Linked DNA regions of Hordeum vulgare: region 2 is linked to region 1. A link is a contact called in public Hi-C data. All regions are on one chromosome and are shown on one strand. Each heading gives the region's core, a stretch centred on a gene start, on an enhancer-like site or on the middle of the called end of the contact. The rest is flanking DNA. Distances are from core to core; before and after follow the strand shown.

Region 1 (3,500 bases), core at 441-2,940:
CATGCATTACCCTAGAACTTTCGCTGCCTCTGATACAGAACCTTCAACAGCAAATAGAAGATCTAATAAAGCTTGCATTCCCTGCTCACCAAAAGAAGAGAACATTGGGAACGGAGGCATTCAAATTGGCACCACTGAGCATGCGATAAAAACACACCCAGCATATTTAAGGTAAGAAGAGAAGCATACTGGTGAAAATTTTGGGTTATTTGGGCCAATTTGATTGCCAACGTCCTTTGATCGAATAGTAGACTTCAGTGGCAATATCTGAAGAAGTTCAACTGGAGGAGTGTAGTTATCAAGGTTTATCGGCCTCCTGACTGATAAGATGTGAACGACCAAAATGTTACTAACATGGAAATTGAAAATGAATGATGTAAACATAACCCGACCATTCTTGCTTGGTGTAAATTATAAGTGCATGGTGATCAAGATAAAACAATTATTGAAACAAGGTTGCCGCCTTGGGGTTATTTGCAACTAACATTACAAGTTCTGAGCCATTTAGATCATAAAGTCGTGGTATTGAGTATGCATGATATTACTTAAACATTTACTGAGCTAAAACATGCATAACTTGAAGCACAACAGATTTACCTTTGAGAGCAATCAGGGTCCGAAGCCGAGATAAAGCAGATGATCGATTCTTATGTTGTGACCTATCCTCCACAGCCTGTGGGGAAGCATGGTAAGATAAACTATCACGCAAAGGAGTGGAGAAAGAGCTAGTTCTACCACATAAGATGGCTGACATGAAGGAAAAATATATATTAAGAATCAGATATTTGGTTGGTTTGAATTTTGAAGTTCAATGTGATGACCGTATGAATTCAGCGGGGAACCGATCAAACACGAACATGGCAAGCATCGCATGGAATGTTCATTTAAGACGGTTAGTGCAAGATGTTGTTTGGGTTCAAAGACATCGATGAAGGTTGCGGCGGTACTAACTGAAACAATGATAGATTGATCTTTGTTAGTACAGCAATAAAAATTTCTGCCCGCCATGATGGGTACATATATTGTTGGTTGATGCTGTGGACACACTATTAACCGTTATGTTAATTGACTTCAAGCATGAATCTCTCAATTAGGCAATGCGCCTCCAAAGCTCTACTGGCAATGGTGTGAATGTTATACAAAGTGCCAAGCATTTGAGATGAGAGCCAACATCCGTCAAGCACTGGACTGGACATCACGGCTAAATTAACCACTCTGTTTTGGGCAGCAAACTCGCAGCCCAACTGGACAATGAATACTGACCTGAGCGACGATGCCGGTGGGATGGTGGCGGAGCCGGACGGCGGACTCGCGCTTGTTGCGGTGCTGGCCGCCGGGGCCGGAGGACTTGAACGTGCCCATGTCGCACTGCGCCATGAGCTCGTCGTCGGTCATCCCCAGGTAGTTCTCGTACCCTCCCTTGTCATCCTCCCCCTCTCCGGCGTCACCGCCGCTGGGGCCGTGGGAGCTGGTGGACGCGGCGGAGGCAGAGAAGGAGAGCGAGGGGAAGCGGAGCTGGGGGGCGGCGGCGTTGCTGCGGAGCCTCAGGTGGAGGCGCGGGGCGGCGGACGGGGAGTGGAGAGGGGAGCAGCAGCGGGCGGCTGTCCGGAGGAGGAGGGCCCGCGCGGCCATCGCGCCACCGGAGCGGCGGAGGAGAGGAAGGAAGGAAGATGGGTTGGATGCGGCGGCGCGGATTTTGGGTCGTCTACGGCCGGACGGGATTTCTTTGGTGGGTTTAGTTTCGGCCGAGTTTCGCCAATTGGTGGGCTTCGCCGTGCGGCCCGTTCGCGCCGTCAGGCCCAGACTTGTGAGGAGGGATCCTGTAATTCGGTGCTGTTTTGCAACACAAGCAAAGAGAGACAGCAGGGGGGAAAAAAGATCACCCAACTTCTTTATCTTTACTTCTTTATCTTTACCTACTAATAAAGCAAATAGTGCTTCTTCCATACGTCATCCAAATTGCTCTTAAAATTAACTAAAATTACCCACCAATGCCACCTATAAGTCATAAAAAACGTTTTAAATAGGAAAATATCCGGCATGGGCCGGCTTATGTAGGCACCTCCTATATTACGGTCTGGGCGTTGGAAAAAGATGCAGCACTTCTGTTTGGGCCGGCCCATGCGTGGGCGCCTGTTTTTTTAGTTTAGTTTTTTTATTTTTCTTTTCAGTTCCATTTTGTTTTTGTATTTTAAATAATTTAGAACTTCAAACAACTTTTTTCAATTTTAAGAAACTGAGAATATCGAAATAAAATATTCAAAAAACCATTCTTTTTTGAGAATTCAAAAACTACTCAGGAGTTTTGAAAAATGTTTGCATATAAAAAATATTTAAACTTTGAGAAAATGTCCACAAAATAAAAATTCAACGATTTTAAACAAAAGTCCGTGTAAAAATTATAAAAACAGTTCGTGCCTCTGTTTTTAGTCTCATTTTTTATTTTCATTTTTCTGTTCCATTTTTTAGTTTAAATAATTTAGAACTTTGAAAAACTTTTGCAATTTATAAAACTGGGAATTTTGAAATAAAAGTTTGAACAAAAAAAAATTGTGAATTCAAAAAATGCTCAGGATTTTTGTAAAAATATTCGCATATTCAAAAATATGTTCATAATTTTGAGAACAGTGTTGGTGAAAACAATAAAAGTCCAGGATTTTGAAAAAAAGTTTGTGTGTTATTTTTTGAGTGCAATTGAAAAAAATGTTTGCTAATTCAAAAAATGTTCATGCATTTCCAGAAATGTCCTAAAATTTTAAAGACATAATATGATCAGCACCATTGGAGATTATAATTGTTCTTCTCCCGTTGCAACGCACGGGTCCTTTTGCTAGTGGTCAAAAACATGTGTTCCATTAACTGAGAAAGACAGCTTCAAGCAACCGAGGATCAGCACAAATTCCAGTACGAATGATGGCAACAGAGTCAGGAACTACAAAGGATCCACGAATAATGAAGAAGAAATGGTCAGTTGGCAGTCGACAAAGTTTACAGGCTAGAAATTAACAAAGGCTGGTTGATGTCAACACACACACGAAAATCTCAAGGTTTTTCTTAAAACATGATGAAGCACGCTTACAGACTAGTAGGAAGGAAACTAAGCCATGAATAAATGATATCTAGAGGCTGAGCGAAGATGCTTGGTTTTCCTCGCAGCAAGCGCAGCTTTCCCCCCGGCGCCCACCCCGCTCATGTCTTGACCCTCTTGTTGCTGTTGGAGCCGCCGTTGGTGCACTCCGGGCACCGGTAGTGCTTGATGTGCTCCGCCCGGGCGGGCGTGATCTTGACGCACTTGCCGTGGTACCACTTCTCGCAGTTGTCGCAGCAGATCCAGAACTCGTCCTTGCCGTCATTGGTGCCGCAAGTCCCGCAAAGAGTGTTGTCGTGCTCCTCCTCCTCGTCGTCGCCCTCGTCCTCGCCGCTCTCCTCCTCGTCCTTGGGGGCCGGCACCTTCGCCTTTGCACGGGGCTCGGCTCTCGACAGCTGCACCCAGCAAGCAT
Region 2 (3,441 bases), core at 862-3,361, 380 kb before region 1:
GCAATGTTTTTCCTGTCAGCAGATAGCACGAAGAGAGATATCAGTGTCAGCTCCAACTTATAATAAATCTCGTTATACATGTATATTGTATCATGTGAAAATGCTAGCTAGGAATGTGGAAGATTAAAATAAAAAAGCTGACCTGAGCCTGTTGGACCCATCAGAAGTACATTGCTTTTATCTATCTCTACATTATCGTGATCATCATTTGCAGCGTCTGGACACCCAGAATTGTCCGCAGATCTGGATACAACAACGTCACAAATATTGGCAATTAACAAGTTAATTTGACACACATCCCTTTGAACTGATACATTACCAATGTGTAAAAATACTTAAGCATTTGTCTTTCATGATTTGTTGATGTGGAGATATGATAAAAAAAGGTGACTGAGGCAGGTAGTTACAGGACAGATACTAACCCTTTCTGTACAGTTGCGTTATATACTCTCTTGTAGTGGTTGTATACGGCTACTGATAGAACCTGCAACAAAGATAAGAGTTTAAACACGTACTCCCTCCCTTCACAAATATAAGATGTTTTGGATATTTCAATATGGACTAGATACGGACTAAAATGAGCGAACAAACACACTAAAATGCGTCTATATACATCCGAATCAGAAAAATGGCAGAACAAGTTATATTTGTGAACAGAGGGAGTATGGTATGTTGTGTTCTGAAAAAACATATTCTATGTTGGAAAAGAAAACACAAGGTAATACTTGTTGCATTTTACTCCTTTCAATTAGTGAAAAAAAATAGATATCCAGTAAACCTGCGACAGGATGCATCACAGTTTCTTCCAAATACATACACAGAAGGATCATATCAAATCTGTACAAATTTTATCATTGGCACAAGGAACTCTTGCCTAATTTAGTTCACAGCATATCCCCACACCCACATGTAGTACAATATGATAAAATGTAGTACGTGCATGCCATTATTCTGTAATCAGCAGCATTGATGATCATATAGAATTTACTCAGCCATGATTTCTCAATCTTGAATCACCAGAACCCAATTCTACATTTCGACCAGAAACACACAGTCTTAGTCGTCCATCAAACAAACCAAAAATTCGGAGAACCCCCATTGAGCAAGCAACCACATAAATGTGCAGAAAATTTTAATTGGAGGCACAGTCAGCAAGTACTTCAAACCAGGTGCATTTCTGCGTTGCCCCAGCAACCAGCCGTACGCTATTTCATTCAATTATGTCAACGTCCTAGGACGATTCATGCTAAAACCCAAAATTCACCTACCGATGCCAAGCTACCAGTGAACCGTGCAAGTCCAGCATACTACATTGCATGGCGTACGCAAGCAAATCACAACGATCGCACCATTTTGGACCAGAATTGGGGACAGATGGCTGTACCTTTTTAGCCTTGCCCTGCCCGATGACGAACTCGTCGAGTCTCCGGCACATCTCCCGCGGCGTCGGGAGTTCCTCCCCCAGGGTGGCGCCTCCCCACCACTCCCTCTTGGGCGCCGCGCTCGTTCCCTCCCCGCCCGAGGAGTCCCCTCCATTACCGTTGCCGCCACCGCCACCGCCTCCTTCATCCCTCCCTCTTCTCCTCCCCTGTTTACGTCGCGTTGGGGGGACCTGCGGCATCTGCATCGGGGGAGCCTGCGGCGGCATCTGAGTCCAGTCGTCCGGAGGGCGCTCCGCAATCCACCGCTTGATCCGAGAGAGGTCGCCCCTGTGCGCATCCTCGCCGTCGTCGGCCCCGACGCCGCTGGGGATCTCGAGGAACGCGCCCCGCATGGGGTCGATCCGATGGGCGCGGAACAGGAAGGCCCCACGGCACGCGGGGCAGACGCTGGCCCCGTCGTGGTGGTGCGGGCGGGCGCCCGCGGCCTCGGCGCTGCAGGAGGCCGCGGGCGGCGGGAGGGGCTGCAGGGAGAACTGGACGGAGATGTTGGCGGTGCAGCGCGGGCAATTGGCGTCGGCGTGGATCCGCGGCCCGCCGGAGCATCGCCGTACGGCGGCGGAGGCGAGCGGCGCCGCCGCCTCCCGGAGCTTGGAGATGGTCCGGAGCATGGCGATGCGCCCGCCGATGGGGTGAAGATGGGGGGGGTGGAAGGAGATAGGGGGGAGTGGGGAGGGAAGGGAAGTGGGTGAAGAAGTTTCCGTTTTTTATGCGGTGCGGGAAGTGAGATTTGATCGGGCGGATCCGGGCCGTCGGATCGGGGATGGCCTTCTCCTGCGGCCCGGAGCGGTTAACGGCCGCGGGGTGGGTGGGTGGATAGGGGGGGCGGGGGAGGCCGACCTGCGGGCCACCCACGGTTTAGGGGCGGCCATGTGGGGCACGTGGGGGCCCCTAGCGTAGCGTGCACCAAGTGCGGAGGGGTTTCTCCACAAAAAAAGAAAAAGAAAAAAAGACAAGCGCGGAGGGAACCTTATCTGTGGGCCCGGGTGGCATGGCCTACGTGCTTTGTTTGGATGGTTGCGTGTTATCGGAGTGTTCCTCGGGATCATCTTTGGGAGACGTGACGGCAAGAAAGAAGAGCCATGCTCTTTACGTTTGCCGGGGAGCTTGCGCACGGACGCATGGCGGCAGGCTGAGCAGGCAGGCGGCCGGGTAGTACCTGCGCTAGTGCATGCAGTTGCATCGCATGATCGCGCGCTTGATTATCGGGGTGGTTACCGGGCGCGCTATGCGTGTACGGTGGGCTTGCTCGGTCGATCGCCTCGGCCGGCCGGCCGGCCGCCGGCCTACGGTGCCGGGGAGCGGACAGAGGAACGCGTGGTAACTATTTTGTGCACGATGTCAAACGTCGAGGGGATGAGTAGTACGAACCAAGAAGCATAATCCCCGGGCGGCACAACCATCGGTGGATGCATAGCTGACCAGTATATTCCCCCCTGCTCTTGTTTATTCTCGGGCTGTTGGTTGTCACATGGGAGCACGTGACTTGAAAAATTGGATCGATCGGACTTGCGGGGAAGCCGACTGCACTCTCACCGTTGCTCCATTTCTCTTTTTGGCCGTCTTTGTTAGGTCCTCAATTTTCTTTTGTCACTAGTAAAAATGTTCGTACGTTGCAACGGGAAAAGAGTTTCATAATTTTTAGTGTTCGTAATCACATTTTGCTGCATCACGGGGGTATACTATCACTATTATAAAAGTAGAAAATGTTAGCACAACACTGAAATTTGAAAGTGTTTAACGCAAGTAAAATTTTGTAACATAACAAAGGAATTTTCAATCAGTTGATCTGTACGTCAAAAATTGTCGGCGCCACCACATAACAATAACCACATTGCTTTGAACGCCAAAGATTTTTTATTGTAGTACAACACTTGATTTATTTATTAACAAACCTAACATTTTTATTGCATGCCAACAATTTCAATTACCTCTAGTGGCTATAGCTTTGCATCAGAAACGTAGGAAGATCCGAGGTGGCAACGTATGTGCTTCGGCCTTC

What was found. Hi-C and Micro-C count contacts between places; a contact is called where the count stands out from the background.
Region 2: a contact with region 1 is called in a Hi-C map of leaf, with 2.8 times the contacts expected there. The contact joins the promoter of LOC123445102 here to the promoter of LOC123445100 in region 1. A contact is called at or near these places in 3 of 6 Hi-C or Micro-C datasets (leaf and seedling).

What each region holds. Positions count from the first base shown.
Region 1 is chr3H:562,581,167-562,584,666 of MorexV3_pseudomolecules_assembly, reverse strand. It overlaps LOC123445100, which reads right to left and starts at 1,690. Exons shown (of 6, transcript XM_045122032.1): 1 at 1,264-1,690; 2 at 598-673; 3 at 190-320; 4 at 11-81. The coding sequence starts at 1,632. LOC123445099 (PHD finger protein ALFIN-LIKE 6-like) reads right to left here. Exons shown (of 5, transcript XM_045122031.1): 5 at 2,874-3,483. The coding sequence ends at 3,190.
Region 2 is chr3H:562,963,444-562,966,884 of MorexV3_pseudomolecules_assembly, reverse strand. It overlaps LOC123445102 (CLP protease regulatory subunit CLPX1, mitochondrial-like), which reads right to left and starts at 2,111. Exons shown (of 15, transcript XM_045122034.1): 1 at 1,385-2,111; 2 at 423-484; 3 at 143-243; 4 at 1-12. The coding sequence starts at 2,050.